4 separate regions of the Danio rerio genome follow, and all the other regions are linked to region 2. A link is a contact called in public HiCAR-type and HiChIP or PLAC-seq data. All regions are on one chromosome and are shown on one strand. Each heading gives the region's core, a stretch centred on a gene start, on an enhancer-like site or on the middle of the called end of the contact. The rest is flanking DNA. Distances are from core to core; before and after follow the strand shown. Region 1 overlaps ankrd11 (ankyrin repeat domain 11). Region 2 overlaps ankrd11 (ankyrin repeat domain 11). Region 3 overlaps ankrd11 (ankyrin repeat domain 11). Region 4 holds the start of ankrd11 (ankyrin repeat domain 11).

The links. HiCAR-type assays count read pairs that join an accessible place to other places. HiChIP or PLAC-seq counts read pairs in DNA pulled down with a chosen protein or histone mark.
Region 1: a contact with region 2 is called in a HiCAR-type map of caudal fin, with 6 times the contacts expected there. The contact joins two enhancer-like sites. A contact is called at or near these places in 1 of 18 Hi-C or Micro-C datasets (embryo) and 1 of 4 datasets of contacts at active chromatin or transcription factors (caudal fin).
Region 3: a contact with region 2 is called in a HiCAR-type map of caudal fin, with 5 times the contacts expected there. The contact joins two enhancer-like sites.
Region 4: a contact with region 2 is called in an H3K4me3 HiChIP or PLAC-seq map of pancreas, with 10 times the contacts expected there. The contact joins the promoter of ankrd11 here to the enhancer-like site in region 2. A contact is called at or near these places in 9 of 18 Hi-C or Micro-C datasets (caudal fin, embryo, fibroblasts and 3 more) and 4 of 4 datasets of contacts at active chromatin or transcription factors (caudal fin, embryo, gastrula embryo and 1 more).

What each region holds. Positions count from the first base shown.
Region 1 is chr7:57,197,839-57,203,734 of GRCz12tu, forward strand. All of the region lies in intron 1 of ankrd11 (ankyrin repeat domain 11), which reads left to right. Among named protein-coding and RNA genes, the nearest start is that of ankrd11, 17 kb to the left of the region's middle. Within about 2 kb of position 3,688, at least 6 of the 62 cell types and tissues checked have an H3K27ac peak or open chromatin away from gene starts, as enhancers often do. A contact at or near this core is called in caudal fin, where this site is marked.
Region 2 is chr7:57,372,543-57,378,616 of GRCz12tu, forward strand. It overlaps ankrd11 (ankyrin repeat domain 11), which reads left to right. Exons shown (of 13, transcript XM_068222739.2): 5 at 1,855-2,028; 6 at 3,709-3,909; 7 at 4,086-4,228; 8 at 4,335-4,482; 9 at 4,574-6,074. Among named protein-coding and RNA genes, the nearest start is that of slc22a31, 34 kb to the right of the region's middle. Within about 2 kb of position 1,564, at least 14 of the 62 cell types and tissues checked have an H3K27ac peak or open chromatin away from gene starts, as enhancers often do. A contact at or near this core is called in caudal fin, pancreas and skeletal muscle, where this site is marked.
Region 3 is chr7:57,239,782-57,245,113 of GRCz12tu, forward strand. The region is part of intron 1 of ankrd11 (ankyrin repeat domain 11); the gene reads left to right. Among named protein-coding and RNA genes, the nearest start is that of ankrd11, 58 kb to the left of the region's middle. Within about 2 kb of position 2,435, at least 1 of the 62 cell types and tissues checked has an H3K27ac peak or open chromatin away from gene starts, as enhancers often do. A contact at or near this core is called in caudal fin, where this site is marked.
Region 4 is chr7:57,182,422-57,188,138 of GRCz12tu, forward strand. It overlaps ankrd11 (ankyrin repeat domain 11), which reads left to right and starts at 1,807. Exons shown (of 13, transcript XM_068222739.2): 1 at 1,807-2,192.

The DNA of each region.
Region 1 (5,896 bases), core at 2,438-4,937, 170 kb before region 2:
TTTTTTTAATGACCACAAATTCCAGTAAATGTCCAGTTTGTTATACTTTTATAACACTTAATACTTTCAATTGAGTGTTTGAAATGAATCTTTATGTGAGAGGATTTTGTAAAACTTGTTTATTCAGCAACCTTTACAGGGATATGTTCTGGGTTTCTTCTTTGACATATTTGGAGTTTTGCGTTTGGATAGATTTACTACTGATCAAAGAACTATGCTTCGCTGACAAGACGTTCAAGATAATCGTAACATTTGCTAAATTGAAGAATGTTTAAATTTGACTGTGCATATAAGACCCACTAGATGTGTATAGGCCTATGATTAGGGCTGCACGATTAATTAAAATTAAATCAAAATTGCAAAAAGCTAAAATTTTCATGCACATCTTGTTCAGGAAATGCAGCTCTGTGATCAGTAGTAATCTTCTCTGAAAGCCAGTCCTAAGTGGTAACTAAAATACTTTGCAAAGAAGAGATTAATCAAACAGAGCAGAGGTATTTAACTGCTTTTATTGATTCAATCTAATAAATGTTGACTAATATAATAAATAATGACTAATAAATGCAACTACAGAATTGAATTATGATTTGAAAAAACTTAAATGGAGTTTTAAGGTGTAAAGTCCACCCAGTTGTTCCAATGAAGGTGTCTCATGAATGGTTTATTGCCTGTTCGGTCTTTCCAGTACACAGTGTTGATTTACTTCAAATTTAACTCATATCTGACTCCAGTTTGAATATGAGGTGTTTTAAAATATTAATATATTTATCTTTCGTTTTATCTGACTCCAATCATAAAACATTAAGAAGATATCAATGTATATTTAGATAAATCTTTGAACCTTTAACTTCACTCGTAATTATTACATTTGTTCATTCGGGTGTAATGTCACTTAGAGAAATTGCCCCGGCCGATGGTGTCCCTCATGGTCACACTCTTGTCAGTCTTTTGATGATTCTTTTATTTTGTCAGTATTTTATATATTAAACAGAGGGAGATGACTACTACTTTTAGATGCCCGCTCCCATGCTTGCGCATTCTAAAGTATTTTTGATTAGTTTTCCTTGGATGTACATCCTTGAGTAAAGACAATATCATTTCCGATCAGTGGTTAGGGTCATTATTATAAATTTAACTGACTACTGTACTCTATAATAATTTTGGTTTAGCCAAGCCCATGGTTTCCCATATACACCTAATTTAGAATAACATTACTTTCAAACAAGGGTCGGGTACCGTATCTAGGTTAGTCGTGCAACTCCTTGTTGTCCTAGACGGAAGTTAACGCCCTTTCCACCTAAGTACACTTAAATCAATATCACGAGTCAGTCGGATCCCTAAAATATAATTAGTGTGCCCAATCTCAACTGTATTTACGTCCGTCTACTGACCTTATACAGGAAGTGTGTAAACAAGGATACAACGTAATGTACTAGAATTCATAATTATAGAGTAAGCTAAATATGTTTAAACAAAACAATATTAGTCAGGTAAAAAATTATTATACCAATTATTCATTCAATTTATAAACAAGACATCAAATTCTCAAAGATAAATCCAAGATCAGAAAATGCAGATCTGACTTTAAAATATACATAGCATGGAACATGGAGCGCCACACTATGGGCTCATCTAGTTATATAATCACTCAGAACATTTAAAACTTCCCCTTAATGCCCCATTCACACGGGGCTTCAGCGTCAACGCTTGACTGAAGGCGTGTCTGAAGTTGGGGCTGAAGCGATGGTCATAGAAGCGTCAGCCAATGAAATTCAGTCAGCAATAGGCCACAGTCTGAGCTGGTGTATTTGGATACATTGATCTGATTGACTGACGCTTCCGTCGGCACTTGAAAAGTTGAGCTAGTCCCAACTTCTGCAGCGAGCAACGCCTCTGAAGCGGCGCCAACGGATCCACAATGCAGTTCGGCAACGCCTGATGTCACCCATTCAAAGTGAATGGGAAGTGTTGACGCTGACGCCCCGTGTGAATGGGGCCTAAGTTGTACATTCAAGAGTCTCCTCGAGGAAAGTGGCGTGTAGAATAACAAAAGGCATTTGCATTTAGCGGAAGAGTTTCTGCCTATAGGAAAGGCAAACCCTTCGCAGTGGTTCAAAAGATACCTGAAGTTATATTTATTGTTTTGATTATGTCTATTTCTGAGGGATCGAGACCACTGTACTAGTCCCACTGAGACAATTCAAATGATATAAAACATGATAGATAAAGTCACTTGGGTTGATCTAGAACATTCATAGTTTAAAATGACCATTCTGTGTGAGTACAGTATGTAGAGAATGTGTGTGAACAGGGAAAGTGGGCATGCTTCAATTGTAAATAAAGGAAAGGAGAGGAGCAGGTTTTTCCCGCATTCCCACCTGCTGGATTGTAGAGCTGATAGTCTCTGTTTTCAGCTCATGTTTGAATTTTCAAAGACATCAAAATATTTGTGGTATTTCAAGTCTTACAGAGGTCTTTAGGGTGAGACGTGTTATTACATGTGGGATTTTCATGAGCTTTCAGATCAGTAGCAGTTTAGAGCCATAGTTAACTGAGAAGTGATGCAAACAGCTGTCAAAGCGACAAATGGTTCTATTTGATATGAGGATTGTGATGATTAAATCTTCTGCAATTTTAATTTATTTATTGTGTGTAGCTTGTGTGAACTATGGCTCTGTGTAATGGAAGAACTGCACCATCTGAAAGCAGATGCTGAAAATGTACTTCTTACAGAGCTGGTTTTACTGGCAAATTGTGCATGAGAATCTCCCTACCTAGGGCTGCTCGATATTGGAAAAATTAAACATTGCAATATTTATTTATTTTGCGATGTATATTGCAATATGTTTGCAATTTCACTAAATGTACTCAATATCTTTATTTGTAAATAATTGATCATGTTAGATTGGGATGATTCTGTAGTGGGAGTGTATCTACATAAAATCTAATAAACCGTCTATAAACTTTTTAGGGTTCCCTGACACATTTTTGTTGTTGTCTGTGCTACTTGCAGTGCGTTTCTGTATTTGCATGTGTTGTGAGTATTTTCATGCACATGTTTAGTCAGACATTGATAAATTAATGTCTACTATCTTCATAAAATCTCATAAACAATCCTTAAACTTTTTGGGGTCCCCAACAGATTTTCACTGTTGTTTGTGCTATTTGCCATGCATTTCTGTATTTGCGTGTGTTGTGAGTATTTACATGCACAACAATCTATAAATACAATCAAGAAAAGATACAATTGAAATAAAGTTGTTTTTATTGTTTTCAGAGTCTAATAGTATTCAAGTACAGTAACTGAATGATGAAAATACAATTAATTCAATAAAATTAAGCTCCCAAATGGTACAATTCATTATTCCTGAATGCTTTTAAGGTCATTACACAATGACACGGACATCAAAAACACATGCAAATGATAAATTCTAAAACAAACTCAACATTGCATATATTCTGCAATGTCTATTGCAAATGATCACATTGCTACATCAATCCTGTAACGGTGTATTGTGCAGCCCTATCTCTACCTTTGTTATTTATAATGACTGCACATGATATTGCAGAAATTCTTCTTTGTTGTTGTTGTTTTGTAAGAGGTGAGGTATTTTTTTCCATTGCTCTGTGTAAAGGACAGGTTTGGTAAGGTTGTCATTCTAAACCCCGAGGGCCCTTTGCTGCTGGTTTGCAGCAATAGTCTGAGATTGTTTTGAAGCCAAATACTTGTGAGTTTTTGGTGCAGCAGCATACAGCCAGTCCGTGATTACATGGCTTTGTTTTACAGTATCAGCATGCTGCTGTGCCCATCTGCTGTCTTAACAGCCATTGGGTGAGCCTCAGACTTGAACACTCAGCCTGATGCTGCTGCTACATTTTTCAAGGAATAGTTCTCCTGAAAATTTACATGGCCATTTTAACCTTGTTGCCTAATTATTTTATATATATATTTTTTTTTTTACAAAAAGCAGTGATAGTGTAAATAAAGACTTTTCATAAATGTTCTAAAAGAGTCAAAGTTGCTGTGCATTGCTAAAAGATTCACCTTTGTCCAGTTTCTGCGTTTATTATTGTTACGATTATATATACTACTCAAAATCTTTTTTTTTACACCACTCTGGAATGGTTTATTCTAATTGGTCAATCACAGCATTCCAAGCTTTGTTATTCCCAGATAACAATCCATTAAACTAATGACACAGGTTCATTCATGTTTTATAAATCATCATAAGCATTGTGTATTTATTATGACTTGAACTTAAGAGTTAATATATTTGAAATGGACTAAATTGCAGCTTGTCTTTCCAAATGTAAAAATTACAAATATTTTAATACATGACAAACACATTGTAGTCGTTTGCAATTTACATTTACGTTTTGAGTAGTAATAATAATAAGAATAGTAAAAATAATAAAGTTAATATGTATTTAAGTATAGAATTATGTGTACTTAGGTTTTGCTTAATCACTGAAAGCAAAAAGTGCAACAGATTGCATTTGATATTAATTAAAACTATTTTATTTTTGTTCAATTAAGTTAAAATACAGTGTTTACATACTATTAAGTACTCTGGAGAAGTTGAAGTTGCAAACCTCTTTCACACTGCAATTTGTTTAGCAGCTTTTTTGGTTCAAGCAGCACATCATTATATCAAACTTTATAGAATGCTTTTAAAATGTAATTTGTTTTGGTGATTTAGCAGCAAACATGTCAACATTTGCCCTCAATTTATACACTATAAAGGAATACCTAGTTGACACTATACATTTAACATTCTAATTTTGATATTGTTATTTTTTATATATATGTTATTTTATGAAAAATTCAAAATAGCTTAAGTGATACAATTGTTAATTTCAGACTGAATGTGACACATTTAGAAAAAAAAAAACACACATTTGATAGTTGACCATTGTAAAAATCGTGAAATGCAGCAGTTGCTGATCTAGAAGTGTTTCCTGGTGGTGTGCCTTTGAGATATGCAGAATGCTGGACATCACAGGCATGCACACACTCCCTGAGACGCACTAATCTTAGAGCAGCCTGAATTCTATGCTCTACTACTGTAACTACATCACACTCAGACTGAAGGCCTCATGCTTCTACTCATTTGCCAAACAGAAGTCAAATTCAAGCTGCGCTTTATGATTATTCAAGTAGCCGTGTGTGCATCTGAACACACCCAAGACAATTCAACATGCTAATGTGTGCAAGGAAAAAAAAATAATAAAGACTTGGAATTAAATTGGTGATCAATATACCAGTCTGTCAGGGAACTGGTTTTTGAGACTGTTGCCATCAATAGCTATTTGAGTAATTACAAGAAATGGTTACGATGAAATGAGTCTGCTGTTTGTTTTCTGTTGTGACTTTAGTTAAGGCTGGGCGTTTTGGCCTAAAATAAAGATCTCCGTTAATGAGACAGTTTAACTTGATTATGATTAATGAACAATTATTTAATTTATTTATTTATTTAATTTGTTTGCCCTCATAGTTCAGGGACAGGCTTTGTACAGTAAATATGCTCACATATTAGTGCGAGATTTTTGAATGTAGGGTGAATTACTTGATTTTAAAATAATTATTAAACACACTGTCTACTATCAATGATTATTTATTGAACATCAACGCTAAAAAACTAAAATTAAAACAAACACTGCCTAAAACGTGGCTCTCTGTTGCCTACCCTCATCACCGCCACCAAACCGAACAATCACAAAGCTTGCAGTACGCGTCGTTGTGATGTGTGCGTACATTTTTTTAAAGAGGTGTGCAACTATGCAAAGGCTGTGCTGGACTATACATGTGCGCTTGGCAGAAGTATAAAATCAGAATAATATAATAAGCATAAATCATAATATAATAAGTTTAAATTTGAGCGGGGTCATGCGACTT
Region 2 (6,074 bases), core at 314-2,813:
AAGCTACGCACCTCCATTGAAAATAACAAACTTGTGGAAACTCCTGAAAAGACACGATATGCGAATGCCCCTAAAAGGCTGCCATCATTTGCAATCTCCAGCAATCGATCTTCAAGGACAGACATGTTGAATTCACCTGACTTGTTGACAAATGGGTTGCAGATCCATTCCTTGGCAGTTTGCAGGTCTTTCACTGGGCCTTTTCCTCTTAGCAAAGAAACTTTCCAAACGCGTTTGTTTCTTACTCATTTTGCTGCTTGTGGGTTAAATTTTGCCATTCAAATGACAGAGATGTAAGCAAGTGAATACCGTATTTTTTTCCAAAATAAAAGATTGTTCAAACTTAGATAATAATTAAAACTGAAATAAATAACGATTTCTTGTGCAGCCTGGTACCAATTGATCCACAGACTGGTACCAGTTCATGGCCTGGTGGTTAAGGACCACTGCTTTAGGGTTCTTTTGAGGCAGGGTTGCAATGATTAGTGCATAATTCCGCTGTTTTACATATATATACATATATATATATATATATATATATATATATATATATATATATATATATATATATATATGTTTCTCTTATTTATAACGAATCATTGTTTTGCATATATACAATGCAATGCTTTTTAGTAATGATCCTGGGCTTATTCATGAATATAATTGTTTTGTTTCAAGGTATCAGATTATGGAAGCATAAGCATGAAAATATGCAAAATGAAAAACATTCTGCAGTTCACTTTACTTTTAATACAATAAGTGAGGATGAAAAGCTTGATCCTGACATCAGAGGACTTTTATATTACTGTACCATAGTCATTACATTCTATTTTAGAACACAAAAGTACAAGCTCTGCGTTTTTCAGTTCCCTTCATCCGGCCTTTATAAACATGTTTAGGCTGCTGCTGCTGCTCATGTTCTTCAAGATTTGGATCACAGGAATGCATCTAAATGGCAAGAGCGTGTGTGTTCAAAAGGTTGGGGTACATTACATGTAATTGTTTACAGGTGTTAGCGAATATTTATCAGCCCCAACCGTGAAGAATAATTCCTGGAAAAATCCCGTTACTGGAAGCATTTGTCTGGCTTCCTCTACCTACAAATTATGCTTGTGGCCTTGAGCAAATCACAACGTCGAAACGGCAAGCCAGCTAGTAGATCTTCTATAGATTAGACAATTGCAGAAATCTAGATGACAGGACTGCTGTACCTCATTGGGTTTTTATTGGCGTTAGGAATGCCCGTGAGACATTTGGGCATGTTTGCATAGTTTGAGGCTTGGGGGGTTATATTAGAATCTGGCAAACACTAAGACGGCTATCCTACTGTAAGTCGATAGCAAGGCCGAGACTTGTGCAGTGAGTAGGACATGTGCATTGTGGCGCGGATATGTTGACAATGACATACTGAGAATAATTGATGGGCATTTCTGTGAAGAGCAGCTGCTTTTGTCCAAATGCAGTGGTGACCTTGTCTCTGCCACATTGAAATGTGAACACCGGCCATTTTGTAATCGGTGACAGGCTGCCAAGTCATAGCCTTAAAGAAACACGTGCACACACACACACACTAGACTGGCAGTGATGGGCCCCTCCCTCCCCATAAGGCTAATATCAAACTATGGCTGGTGCCACCAGAGGGCTTTCACATAGGCCGAACAGCTGGGAATTCACCAAAGGTTTCACTTGACCTTCAGGCTACTAAGAATGGCATAGATGGGATGCACTTAATTGCACATTAACTTGAGCTAGCGTACATACAAGGTCACACAACTGAGTAAAAAGGAGTTTGTCTGTTCAAAAGCATTTCTGAGGCTGGTTTGCGAATTAACATGCCCGTTTTCTTCTCAACAGAAAAACAAGGTCCAGAGCGGAAGCGCATTAAAAAAGAGCCCACTAACACCAGGAAGTCAGGCCTGCCGTTTGGGATGGGCATGCCAGGGATCCGGGCCGGGTACCCACTCTCAGAGCGGCAGCAGGTGGCTCTTCTCATGCAGATGACGGCGGAGGAGTCCGTAAACAGTCCAGGTGCGTGTTTGTCATGAGCGCCACGTCTCGGGGGGCCACAAGTAGGAGGGGGGCCCGGCGGCTTCAGTAGCTTCCACTGTCCCCGCAGCACTCTTACGCTATGCATCATTTAAAAACACACCACAGCACTTAATTAGAATTCAATTAAACAAGATAACCCTCATCAATTTCCATTACTTCAGCGAAATGAACCTCTGCAATCTTAATCCACTGTTTTTCATCAGCCCTCTAGAACTGTTGATAGAGCAGCAAGGGACTTGAAAGTACTGTTCCAAAATAAATTTCTGATTCAGATTTGATTGGATTTGCGCCTGTGGTATCGCAATCTAACGTTGCAGCTTGTGAGGGAAAACAAAACTTCTAATGGCTATTGAGTTTTCCTGGGCTAGAGCATTTGTAATAAGTGCTATATCTATCTCTAGTAAGTATGTGTCTATTAGATTTGTCAAATTTAGTTATTCTTCCACTAATAGTTAAACAGATTTATTTTTTCCAAAACAAAAGGATACTGGAAATGCCAAAGAAAAATACAGCCCCACCCCTGCAGAGCTCTTTTGCATGCCAGCTATTGTTGTGCAGTCTTGTGCTTGTTCTGTATTGAAGCATCTCAAAAAAAGTCATCTAATGATTTTCATGTTGTTGCTAATATATTTTTCATGTTTGCTAAAAGAATAGTTGGTTTATTTAATGCAGTAAAAATTCGTTTATGACAGTATTAACCAAATACAAACAGTGAAAATCTGTTAAAATTGCTTAATTCAGTCCAAGATGTGAAACAGGAAGAAGGTGCAATTTGACGCAGGCAAAAGTTATCCGTTTAAAATGTTTGTGCAAGACTGCCATCTAGAGGTTGTACAAAGCTCAGTTACTTGCTTTAACTCTGTTTTTAATTGTCATTGGTTCTCACGTTTTTTCTTGAAGGCCCAAATGCAGGTTAATACCTCTACTCTACAGATGTATTGATGACAAAACTACTTAATTTAAGGAAACAGCTTTCAGCAGTTTGAAGAATGGCCCTTTTTTAAGGATCCATTAGTATTTGTATAGTTGTGAAAACAGACTTGAAAAAATTACAGGTTTCTGTTAGAACCCAGGTTCTTAAAAAATGAGTTTTAGTGGTGGATAAATGAAAGATAATAAGACTTGGCCTAACTACGATGTACTTCAAAACAGAAATACAATGTACTTAATGTGTTCATAATGTATTACAGAACACTTCTGGTGATATTCAGGTGGGATACAGGTAGGTTTAGGGAATGCTTTGGTGGTATGGGTAGGTTTAAGGGTGGTTTAAAGTGTAAGGGATTGTCAACAATGTAATTATAAATGTAATTACCAATAGTATCTGGATGCAGCCTTTATGATGCAAGCTGAGATTGCATCTCTCAAAGATGCAAGTATTTAATCAAGTATAAGTACAATGTTAAAACGTGTATTAACACAATAAGTACATTGTAATGAGTACATATACGTTATGGCCACTTACCCTTTTATTTAAAGCTACTTACGATTGAAGACAGATAAAGCAACAATGTGCAAGTGCTGTGACAAATCAAACAGTCCAATAGTGTTTCATGTGAAATTATTCTTAATGATCATGTTTAACTTTTGCCTCTAGTGGCCATTATTAAAATATGTTTTTGTAAGTAACCTAAATTAATAACTGATATTTGTGTTCAGACACAACACCAAAGCACCAGTCACAGTCAAGTCTGGGTCAGAAGGGAACGCCAAACTCTGCCTCAAAAACCAAAGACAAAGTTAACAAGAGGAACGAGAGGGGTGAGACAAGGTTGCACCGGGCAGCCATTCGTGGAGAGGCACGCCGCATAAAGGAGCTCATCAATGAGGGGGCTGACGTGAATGTAAAAGACTTTGCAGGTAAGTGCAGCTTTCAGAGATCAGTTTCAGAGATCAGTTGCTTTTTTTCCATCGTTTCATGTTGATGTGTGCTGTTAATATCGAATAGGACAGAATGATATAGATTATTGCAGTTTGGAACTATTTGAAATGCACATGAAATTCTTCCAGTAATGTAGGAATGCTTTTTATTTTAGGCTGGACCGCACTACATGAGGCTTGTAACAGAGGGTATTATGATGTGGCCAAACAGCTGCTGGCAGCCGGGGCCGAGGTTAACACCAAGGGCCTGGATGACGACACGCCTCTACATGATGCATCTAACAATGGCCATCTCAAAGTAAGTGACTCAGAAATTATACATTACATTTTTTTACACAAGATAGCACACAATTTTAGGACCTTGTTTTTATTGATTATGTCACACCTACATTCTGGTTTTGTAGGTAGTGAAGCTGCTGTTACGATATGGAGGTGATCCTTGTCAAAGCAACAGAAGAGGAGAGACTCCGTTAAAAGTGGCAAATTCACAAACAATGCTTAATTTGTTGTTGGGGAAAATCACCTACTCCTCCAGTGAGGAGAGTTCCTCTGGTATGTATCATGAAGTGCATCTGTTTGCATGTATTCCAGAAAGTGCTTAACAGGAAATGTTACTAATAAAAGTTCTTGTGCTTCTCAGCAGATTCTTCTGAAGAGGAAGATTCCCCATCGTTTGCCCCATCTAGCTCTGTCGATGGCAATAATACGGACTCAGAGTTTGAGAAGGGCTTAAAATTAAAAGGGAAGGGCATGGACCCACCCAAATCCACCACCACTCCAGTCAAGGATGAGTATGAGTTTGACGAGGACGATGAGGAGGAGCGTGTCCCACCTGTGGATGACAAGCACCTGCTCAAGAAAGAGTTCCGCAAGGAGCCTGTCAGCAAAACAAACAACTTAATCTCCATACCCAAGATGGAGGTCAAAACCTATTCCAAAAGCAACTCGCTAACACCAAAGAAGGCTGTGCGCAGGATCCTGTCAGACAGCAACAGCTCGGACGAAGATGACAGAACATTGTGTTTCACACCCACGACCACACCAAGGCAACCTGCACCTCAAACTAACATCAAGAGCAGAGACTCGACGTCACTGAATTCCAAGCAGCAGAAAGAGAAAAGTAAAGTCAAAAAGAAAAGGAAGAAGGAGACAAAAAATAATGTTAACAAGGAGGTGCGCTTTAATAAAGTGAATAAGTTCTGCACCTCAGACTCAGAGATTGGGGACCTCGAGAGTGAAGACGATAAAGGGTCCATTCAGAATACAAATTGTGTAAAGGACTCTTCTACATTGAGCCTTAAAGACCCCTCTGTCTTTACCTCTTTGTCAGTCACGTCTTCCTCCTCGCATGGGAGTTTGAACTCACAAAAACACACACAGTCTTTGGCAGAGCAGCACCCAAAGCAGTGGAGGACAGATGGCTGGAAAACAGTATCTTCTCCGACAATGTCTGATGTCAGCTCCCTTTCGGACTCGGTCAGAACACGGCTCTCCAGTGAGTCAGACTACTCATCTGCAGACTCCAGTGTTGAGTCTGTGAAACAGGTAAAAAAGAAAGTGCAAGACAGCAGAAAGAAAAACAACACGCATGTCAATGCGGTAGACAAAAAGAACTCTGAGCTTTATAAGACTTCAAACACTGAGGGAGCCATTTCGAAAGCAGACAAAGATGGAAAAGTGTTAAAGAAACACAAAGTGAAACACAAACACAAAAGTAAGGAAAAAGATAAGGCTCCAAGTGTGGTGTTGAGTCAGGACATGAATGAAAAATTTGTCAAGAGCTTCTCTTTTGACTTTGACGATACACGGCAGAAGTCGCTCATTGTTGAGACAGAGTCTCCTTCAGAAAACAGAGTCAAACTCTCCAAACATGAAAAAGATCATTTCAAGAAGGAAGACAGACTGTCTAAGGGTAAATCTGAAGACAAGGACTGGCCAGTTAAGGAAACTCAAAGGGTGGTTAAAGAGGAGAAGTCAAAAAAGACAAAGGAGTCAAACAAGGAAAAGGTGAACAAAGAAGAGCGGGACAAACCTTTAAAGACCGAAAAGGAGAGAAGCATAAAAGACAAGGCAAAGGAGGAGAAGCAAAAAGCCCATAAAGATGATAAAAAGAAGAAGTCAAAAGATAAATCTCTTAAAACTGA
Region 3 (5,332 bases), core at 1,185-3,684, 130 kb before region 2:
AGTCAACTTATTTGTTTTTCCTAAAATTTGGATAGGTGACAAGACTTTTGTCAGTTAGTGTAGTGTAACTGAGTATTTATTTCAGCTTCAGCAAGCTCTGCTGCTGCCTTACTGATGTGTGATCACTGAAGCAGCTTTCACTGGGTGAGTTCAAAACTTTCAGCGCCTTCAGCCTTCTGCATTGTGGTGTTACAGTTTACAACTCCCTGTCCCACAACACTTGGTCTGTCCATTTATCCAGAGTTTACAGTGGCTGATTTCACAGTTAGTGGTGTAAACTCCTTGCATGTTTAAGGTTTTATCAGTTTAAATATGCGGCAAGAGACGTTAGATAATGCAACGCTTGCACACTACTTGTGTGTGTCTCAGTGTTCAGATGTTAAGGTTTTCTCTTGATTATGAGTCGCATTGGACAGAGGTACTATTCAAACTAAATAGCTGGGTTTCTTATTGAGAGGTGGCCCATAACCACATACTGATAATCTGTATTATTAACATGACACAATTCAATAGTTATATTCAATGCGTGTAGGTATACTATTCTCAATAAATTGTTTTACAAATGTATAAAAGTCAAATGATACACAACTGACTAGAAGCACTTGCACTCGCATGTTATTTGTCCCCCTATCAAAAAGGAAGATGGTTTGATCCGGTGGTCCAGCACTGTTTTGTCACACTTGTTGAAGAAAAGGGTTCTTGCACTGTAAACTTGAATGGCCTATGGTACGTTGGTACAAATTAAGTCATTAAATGTTTTGAATGTTGCAATCTTACTGGCCATTCACACAGGGTGTCAGTGTCAACAATTCCCATTCACTTTGAATTGGTGATGTCAGGCGTTGTTGAACTGCATTGTGGATCCGTCAGCGCCACTTCAGAGGCGTTAATCGCTGCAAAAGTTGGGACTTTCTCAACTTTTCAAGCAGCGATGGAAGCGTCAGCCAATCAGAACGCTGTATGCAAATACACCAGCTCAGACTGTGTCTTATTGCTGACTAATTTCACTGGCTGACGCTGCTATGACAATTGCATCAGCCCAACTTCAGACGCCCTCTGTCAAGCTTTGACGCTGAAGCCCCGTGTGAATGGGGCGTGAGAGTACGGAAATATACTCATCGTCAGGCGGCTAATTTCCTCAGTCTGCTCAAGATGCCAGAGTTTTCTAGAAATTACTTGTATCACAGATTGTATGGTGTGTTTTCTGAATTTCTGAGCAGAATTTGTCACAATTTTTGTGCCATTTCAGTAAATATATACACACATTTACATATCTTAATACTTAACATTACATTTCTTACCTGAAGAACCGTTGATTTCTGTAATTTATATAAATGAGAGCAATTGGTCCAAATTTTTGTACAAAGGTCTTGTTTTGATTTTTTATTTTTTTTTTACCTCATGCAATCTCCTTATGCAATTTTGCAGTTCACCAAGCTTGAACTTTTGAATACAGCGAAATGTGAAACTTGTCGCACAAGCTTGTGTTTCTGGTCTGCCACTTTCGTATACATACAAATGAAAGTCTATGGGGCGAAAAATATAGTGTGACCGCAACTTAAGGCTATTTTGTTTGCTTATTAAAATGTTATCAAATATTATTAAAAGTACAGAGCTGTTCTGAGGAATATGCACCTTAAATGACTTCTATTGTGATCTTCTGCTTGTAAATCAGATGAAATAACTTAACTGTCAAGGGGGTGGATGATGCCATTGCAGGTTTTAATGTAATGCAAAGAAAACCATGCCAGATTTATAAAAATGACTAAAATGCCATAATTAAACTATATCTGTAAAACCAGTCCTAAAACTTGTTTAGTTAACACTTTAGTTTAGGTCACAATTCATGCTATTAACTACTGGCTTATCACCTCCTTATTATTAAGATATTTACTGTTCATTAGTAGTTATAAAGGATTATTTTATAAGGCATTTCTAATCCTACACAAAACCTAAGCTCAACTTCTACCTTACTAACGATTAATAAACAAATAATTAGTAGTTATTAAGCTAGAAGTGCTAGTTAATGGTTTGTTAATATCGTGAATTGTGACGTAAACCAAAGTGTTACCCTTATTAATTTCAACGACATCCCAAGCTCAAGAAGATTCATTAAAACTAATTGTTGAAAACAGACTTGTTCCTGGTTATGGCTTTCCTTCTTCTCTGCATATCCTTTTGAGGGATCCTAGTGTAGCAGGCTGATGGATGATGTTTATTTTTACCAAGGTAACTGCTTTGTGCCATATTTCAGTGCATTTTATGAACCTATAATTACAGAGTAGCTCAGAGTTTGCAGAAGAAGCTGTTATTGAGGAAAGGGGCAGGACCAACTATATTTGTCTAGATTTAAACTAGTGGCCCAGGAATAAATGGAGCAAAGTACTTTTGCTCGTTTCAAGTGAGGGGGTGTTTACGGAAGGCGTCTTAAAAGGCCCTGCAGCAAGTAACTCCATATGCTCTCATGCTTTGTATTTCTCTTATACATGCAAAAAGCCTCACATATATTGCACTGACTGTAAAGCTTTGGTGTCAGTTTTTTTTGATATTTGGCGGTAGAGCTGCCGTATTGATTTTGCATATTGATGTTTGCATCCGCACTAGTCACACCGCGAAGATATGTAGTGTTGAGTTGATTTTGCAGTGTAATTTTTACATTTACATATACAAAACCCTAATGCATGCACAGTTTATTTTACTTTCATCTTTGTTTTATTTATCTATGCTCGTAGTTTGTTTATGACTTTATGCATGATTCACTCCCTTACAGAGTTATCCCAGTCAATCAAAATAAATACATTCTGTAACACTTTAGGGACTAATTCTTACTATTTGCTCTCAGCTAGTTGCTTTTTAGCATGCATGTTATTGAGATATTGGCTGTTTATTAGTATTTTTATAAAGGATGTGTTCTGTATGGTTATTCTACATTCCTGATCCTACCCAATACCTAAACTACATTAATAACTCTTAATAAGGAGCAAAGTAGGAGTTTATTAAAGCAGAATTAAAAATGGTTTGCAGTGTTTCCTCTAAGATTTTTTCCAGCTGTGGCGGCAGGTCTTTTTTGCACAGATCTACCAACTACCTGTGGTGTTATTTCAATGACAAATGTTGTGTGCGCAGTATTACAAGTTAAGATCGCATTTAAGTATTAGCCTATGTGCATGCAAATCTCTTTGCTTGCGCACAGATTTCCTCTGCTTGTGCACAAAACTTCTTGCACGCCCTCAAATATACGCTGCTCAAGCGCAGATCTTTTTGTGCGCTCTCAAATAAACGCTGCTGAAGTGCAATTTAGTGCGTTTATGTAACAAGTATGTCTCCAACATTTATTAGATTTGCTAGGAATACTTATGAATGTGTCCAATAGACCTACAGAGCGGTATTAATGCGTCCTCAAGGAAAGTGAAACGGCTATGCGTCCTGCTTGCTGGCATCACTCACCAGTCAGTCAGTCAGTCAGTCAGTCTGCACGTAACCTTAAAGGGTTAAACAAACGATGCACAGCACTACTACGGTTGCAGAAAAGTTTGTGCTTTTATAAATCATTTATCTTTTCTACGTTTTGGAGTGATTATCACCCGCTAATAAAAGAAACACTGCTGAATATTTTGAATGAAAAGCTGTAATGTAGCCGTGGCGGAATCAATTTTGTCGTGGCGCCCCACAATGGAAGAATGAATGTAGTGGAAACCATGGTTTGCTAAGAGTGAGAACTAAACCTTAAAATAAAGTGAACAAAAATTATTTTCAAGTATAACAAAGTAAATGGCAAAATATGTAGCAGAAAAACAAAATATCACAATGTCAGATCTTTCCAATATCGTGCAGTCCTATTTTACGCGAATATAAGCTATTCAAATGCCAACCCTTTCCTATTTTCATCCACATTTTGACATGAGCAAATCAGTTTGAGCAAATGCAGACAACGATTAATATTTATAACCTCATCGGATTGTCAGAAGTAGTTGTAGGTCTTATTGTTTTCATTAAAATTGTTTAAGGAATTACTTGTGTGTAATTGTGAACTAGGTTATGATACTATGGTAGTATCATGATACTATGGCTCCAAAATACTAGTGGTGCCACTGTAGTTTGTAAATCGTAGTATCGTCAATAATGTTCCATCTACAATACATAATGTTGCAAGTGCAAAAGTCATTAAAATGCACACATTTGTGCAACAATAGACCATTTTATTTGGATAGTCTCTGGAGCTCTTTAAGGTTGCAAACAGTCTAGAATTTACGCCTTTTATGGGAGCCTAATGTATGTTTTCTGACGCTTCAGTTCAAATCTGTGTCTGTTCATTTCTGCTCCTGTCAATATAATTTATTAGCTACAAAAACACTGACAATCTTTTAAATGTGTGATTCACAAAGTTAAATTTTAAATCACTATGGATTTTTACCCGATAAAACTGAAAAAATAAAGAATAGACACTAGTAACATTGAAACAATTTTGACTATTTCATGAACCCCAGTTTAGTTGAAAAACTGCTCGTTTTGTATCTAACTGATTTGGTATAATTTGTATCTTTATTTTAGTGTATTTTGGTTGGTCAGTTATCTACAAAATAAACAAAAAGAAGGATTACCTTTTAGGTGAAGTGATGTGCAAATACTTTTTTTTAATAATAAGGAAATCATTAATTCAATTCAAGTAGACCTATTATAACATATAAACTGTAATATTTCTGACCACTACTTGGTACCACGATACTTCAGCAGGTATAGTATCGTAACATGAATTAGTGGTATCACGACAACCCTAGTGTGAGCTAGACTTTACCATGTATGGTTGAGTAATAGTGACCATTTCATGCCAGAATGGATTTTTTTCTTGCATATAATGTTTGTGCTTTAGCTTATGACTTTATTATTTACCTCACATTTTTAACCTTTGTCTTTTCAAACAGCTAGTTTTAACCAGGACTGCTTGTTTTGCCTGCTTTGGTTGTTTTCAGCTTGACTGTCAGGATGTGGCAAGTTGGCAGGTTCGTTTTCTGTAGTACTTTTTGTTTCCTTTGCTGGAAAGATTTATGAAAGCATCCTCTTTTGCGTGCCCATTTGACTGGTGATTTAAAGGGTTTTAGCCCTCCTCAGGCCTAGAGTTTCCTTTTCGAGTCAACGGAGCATGACTCAAAAAGGACAAGAGACATCCAGAGACACTGCCCCACCATCTAATAAGCACAGTAAACTGCTCTGGGGAAACTTCAGATGATGAACTACTATAGTTCCACCTGATCTCACACAAATTTAACGTTTTTAATTTCATGTTTGTGATGTTGGGTTAAGCCAGGGTCAGTTTATTTGTTTAGAAGTAGTG
Region 4 (5,717 bases), core at 557-3,056, 190 kb before region 2:
TTGAAAAGCATTGGTTATGATAGTTTTTAGATGTTTTTTTTAACCTTAAAACACTTTTTAACATTTATTATTATATAAAATTATTCTTTGTATTGACACTTAATTATTCATTCATTCATTTTCATTTAGCTTAGTTCCTTTATTCATCAGGGGTTGCCCCAGCGAAATGAACCGCCAACTCATCCAGCATAAGTTTTGCACAGCAAATGCCCTTCCAACTGCAACCCAGTACTGGGAAACATCCATACACACTCGTTTACACACAAACTCATACACTACGGCCAATTTAGCTTATTCAATTCACCAATAGCACGTCTTTGGACTGTGGTGGAAACCGGTGTCCTGACATTCACCCATCAGATTATGCTATACCAACACTGTATTTGAATGGTTCTGAGGTTGGGGTTAGGGATTAGTGCGGTAGTACAGCTTCATATTACACTACTCCACATTAAAATTTACACTGGTAGCAAAATCTGATGGGTAGAATATTGCATCATCAAAATAACTTTTTGAATGGGAGGTACGGCAATCTGATATAGGAAAAATCACCAGAATACCAGAGCACATAGAGGAAACACAAATAAATATATGTAGATAGATATAATATAATAATATAATATATTGAATATTAATGTGATATATTGAATAATATGATGTATTGTTGATATTTTATTTAATTATATATAAATATCTTTTTTTTTTTTTTTTTTTTGCTACTACTATTTACGGTGTGTACTGTTTTTTTTTTGTATACATGTATGTTACTTTATAACTGCTTTGGCAATACATTTGTAACAATTGTCATGCCAATAAAGCAATTTTTGAATTGAATTGAGAGAGAGAGAGAGAGAGAGAGAGAGAGAGAGAGAGAGAGAGAGAGAGAGAGAGAGTGCAGAAGTAAAGAATGTAATGTAAAGAATGATGTAAAGAAGCAATGCCATTACATGGTCATCTTCCTCCAGGATTGAAATTAAAATCAAAGAATACTTTTATAAATATATATATTTTTTATTTATATAGAACGAACTAATAAATAAACAGATCAAATCACAAAGTCCATAAAATGTAACTAATCTGATAAAGAGCATTTTAAAGTGCAATATTATCTAATTATGTTTACCTAACTTTGGAATTAGATTACATAAACCAGATTATATGTAATCAGTTACTACCTGGCATGGATTATGGCACGGATGTTGGGATTATGTCAGAGAGTACAGTTCCTATCTCTTTACAACAGAGGGAGCTCTTGCGTTATTCTGCTCCGCGGAAATCTGTGTCACAAGCCTAGCTTGCGGCTCGTGACGTCAAAAGCGAAATTAAAAGCAAAATCTACAGCAGCACGTACACCAAACAAACAATAGTCAGTGGAAGCATGCTGTGCTTTAGCTGATGAACTCGCGATCCATAATCGGCAAAATGTTAAATTCTTAAAAAAAAAACGGTGGATAAGATAAATGGCTGCAATAAATGACCTTTTAGCTCAGCTAAAATAAAGATGGGAGAATTCGACATCTATGTTCACGCGGTACCCTTAAAACCACACTCGGTCAACTTTCCTCATAAACCAACATAGGTTCTCCATTTTCCTCTCAACCAAATGGAGCTCGCAAAAATATGCCACCGTGCCCGCCATTACGGCTCGAAACCGCCAGAGAAAACGATGTGGAAGCCTCCTTCGGAAGAGCCACAATGGCGCCAGTTGCACCGTTGAAACGGGAAACAACAGTGACCGCCCATACGCGTCAGCCTATCACATTCCGCGTATGAACTCCCCGCGTCCGCTTTTCGTCAGCGCGAGTCAAAGGCCGATCGCAACGGTTCGGAAGGAGTCGGACGTGGAGGATTAACTTGAAGCGGAATTTTATTTTTGCACCTCAAATAAAGCCAAACCTGCAAGCTTAGTGTTACTGAGACCCGTTGACTTATAATGGGACGAATGGAGAATTTATAACCTCTTCTCTTACCAGTCTATCGGAGCTCTGAGAGATTTTAATCACCATCGCATTTTGGAGGAGGTAATCAGCGATTAGCTTAGCACGCTGGCGCGAGCGCGGACTGAAATGAGCGTCGCGCGCCTCGGATGTTCCCGCATCGGAGTTTGCTGAAGCAGAAGGCCTCAAATGGGAAAAACAAGCATCGGGAGGGAATACCAAGTATAATTTTGTAGATGTAGCTCACGTTTTGGAGTAGGTAAGCATTTGTAAATCCCTCTACGCTTTTTAAGAATCATTTTCGAGTCGGAAAAACGCATGCACGTCCATCCAGGCGTCGACTTTCACGGTTAGCCCGCTAACGGCTTTAGCCCCGTTGCTAACGGGAGTTTGTTTCCCTCCCCCACCCTGAAGTCGAGGAAATGTTGGCGTATTGCTGAATATTTATGTTATTTAAGGCAAAAATTTGCGCATTTCTTCCTCCCTATGTTTAGCGTGGGTCTACAGTTGGTAGTGTTTATAAGAAATGGAGGTGAGCGTGTGAAGCTAGAGAAATGAAAATAATCCTCGTCATGTTGTCGTTCTCTCTCTCTCTGGGAATCGGATATGACCAGACGGGCTCAGCTGCCCTGCAGAAATCAGCCACTGGGATGGGCAGCCTAATATATGTATGTTTCAAGGGCACTCGTGAGAGACTGCACGTTGATTTTTATGTGCTGGAGAAGTGGCTGGGATTAAGAGATCCAGAATAAATAACAATTTGAGTTGGGTTATCAGTGCACCATTCACATTATAAATATTAGATCACTGCAACACTGTTATGATGATAAAATGTGTTTTATGAGGTTAGATTTTATATAATGGCAGGCAGTGTTCATTCAGATTTGTTTTGGCTTTCAATTGGGACCTTTTATAATGTGACTTGCATGGGAAAACACGTATTTTCAGAATATAAGACATGAGTGCTTATTAAAGCTGTTCCTATGCAAGAGTTGGCCTGATTCACTATACAAGGAACTGCTTTCTCAATGCACGCTTAGTTAATGTTGATTGGATAAAATGCAGTGTTGGATTTGTCCTGAAAACACATTTTGTGAAGGCTGCATGTGGATGTGACTAGTTACTTGTTTAGATGTTATGTGCTGTGATTGTTTACTTCAGAAAGGAGTTGCTTTGAAGCAAGGCCTTTGCAATACTAGATTAGATGCGATCTGAAATGTACAGCAAGAGAAAATGTGTGAAAGTTTGTGATGAAGTAAACAGAGCTGGTGCAGTGGAAGAACACTGCGGCGGTGTTGGGGCGTTAGCACACTCTCTCTTTCCCTTTCCACATACTCTGCTGCTACTTTACATCCCTCCCTTTCCTCACTTTTGTTTATTTCTACCCAGCACAACTTATACGCAGGAGTGTTGCAACACACTCTTCCTGTTTCAGCTCTTGTAGACTTTTCCAGAAGGAGGTTTAAGATCACTAATCAGGATTTAGCTGAAGTATGATGATCTGTAGGTGTTCGTTTGAGGTTGTCAGGCCTGTTTGTCTGCCCCATTCTTGTGCTGTGTGAGTTGTGCTCATTGTTTGGTGGATAGGGGAAATGGGCTTTGCTTGGGGTGTGGGGTCAGGAATGCTGTTACTGAGATTTTCTGAAAGCCTTCCCTTTCATTGACGGCAGTCATACTCAACCTTAATTATTTGCTCTCTCTGTGCACCCTTTTGAGTGCTATTTCTGTGCAGTTTACTCAGAATATCGTGTCTTCAACACTTTGAGTGCCTTAAGGGTGCAGAGCAAATGTTACTTAAGCCATGACTGTGCTGTTATAAATGTCAGCAGTTTTGGCGTGAAAGGATTTTTGTAGCTTCGAAGAAATAACATGTTTTGCTTGGTCATCATGAGAATTATGACATTTATTTTTGACTGGGGATGCCTTTTTTGTCTTAATTTTTTTTTGCAAAAAATTTTAGCAATTGTTGGAGTACGTTGGCCTAGTTGGTGATTTTAGGATCCCCACACCAATGGAAAATCTTAAAAATATCAATGTTGTTGTGGTCTTATCTTAAGGCTGATTTATACTTCTGTGTGAAGCGCACACGTATAGTTCGATATAGCTGCATAGCCCTCGCTGTGGCTGATGTGCACCGCTCGAAAAATGTAACCACACGCCGCTACAACGCGAAGCGCAAGCTCCGTGATTGGTCAGCTTTGTAGCTATGAGGAGTGTGGGCAGCGCTGAGAGTTGCTAGCTTGATTGTTTACATGTGTCTAGTTCTCTGAAGGAGCTCCAGATGGAAACTTTTGTTTTTTGTTTACCTTATAATTAAAGTTGTTGCATGTTTGTCGGTTCCCGCCTCTGAATGAACGAGTTTTAGCTATTTAAAGTGTGCAGAAAAAACAATACACCCATGAGGAAACTACACTGAGGAACATAAAAGCCTACTGCGAGCGCTTCGGAAGTGTTTTTGCAGAGCAACACAAACAGCACGAAGAAGTAAAAATTCATGACTACCCACATGGCAGACGCGGTGGGTCACGCCGATCTCTCCACGCAGAAGTATCAATCAGCCTTCATGCTGATTTTTCAAATAGCATTGCATAAACTTTCAGTGTTCTGAATGCAAATGGAGACCAGATATGCGTTACTGTTTCTACCAGGTATTAACATTAATCAAATAAATGAGACTGTTGCTCCAAGTCAACACTTGAAACAAATAACAGTGTTTTGACTTAAGCAAACCTTTTTGCCTGTTTTTTTTTTTTTTCATGAACCTAGCATAGAAACATGCTAGGAAACATGATGAAATCGCAGAGTTACTACTAACAGACTTTCCACAGGTTAGTAGTAAGCTAATGTAATTTTAATAGCATAATGCAAATCTTGCATTCATGCTAACAAACAAATAAACAAAATAAATATATTAATGCAATTCAAATATGTAAACTATAAATTGATGTTTACTTTTAACTTATTATAAATATATGATTATGATATTTTTTGTCATAATTTTGTGGCTAAAAAGTATCTATTCAGGCATTGTTTTGTCACCGATACCATTTTAAAAGTATTGATTTAGCAATGGTAAGGAAATAACCCCAAACAATACCCAATCCTATTCATAATGAACATGGAGAGTTGCGCATTTTTTCTATAGCTCCAATAAATGACTCCTAACAGCGTGAGTGCTGGAAGAATAAGGACAAACATTTACGATGTTGGTGACAGTATTTAAACTACTCTATCCCATGTAATGCAAGAGGAAATCCGAATGACAAATATTTGATTTTACCAGTGATAATGGTCTTTTTCTATGAAGTCAATGACAGTGCAAATATATGTATCTAACAAAACTAATGATTCAACTTCAGAAATATGAATAGCTGTATTCTAATGTCATCAATGTTCTGTCCATTGATGACCAAGGCTAATTCTAATCAAGTACATTGATCTTATTCTTATGTATGGACGAGCGGAGCACAGCCATTGGAATCTTTTTGGCACGGCGCTACCTTTTACTCAATTGCAAAAATCATAGACAGCTGTAGATGTTTGCATTTAATTTTGGTAATCATAGTTTGCTGTAAGATTTAATAGTGTCAAATAGCAATAGCCTTGTGGATGGACACTGACATTGTGCATTACATGCAACTCCCATGTTTATGTTTTAACTCCCATGTTTCCCAGTATAATGTTGCACTGGAGATCACCAACCTCCAACATGCTTGTAAGAACAGTACATAATCAATAAATACTTGTCTTTTGTTGAAAATGTGTACAGATGTGGTTTGC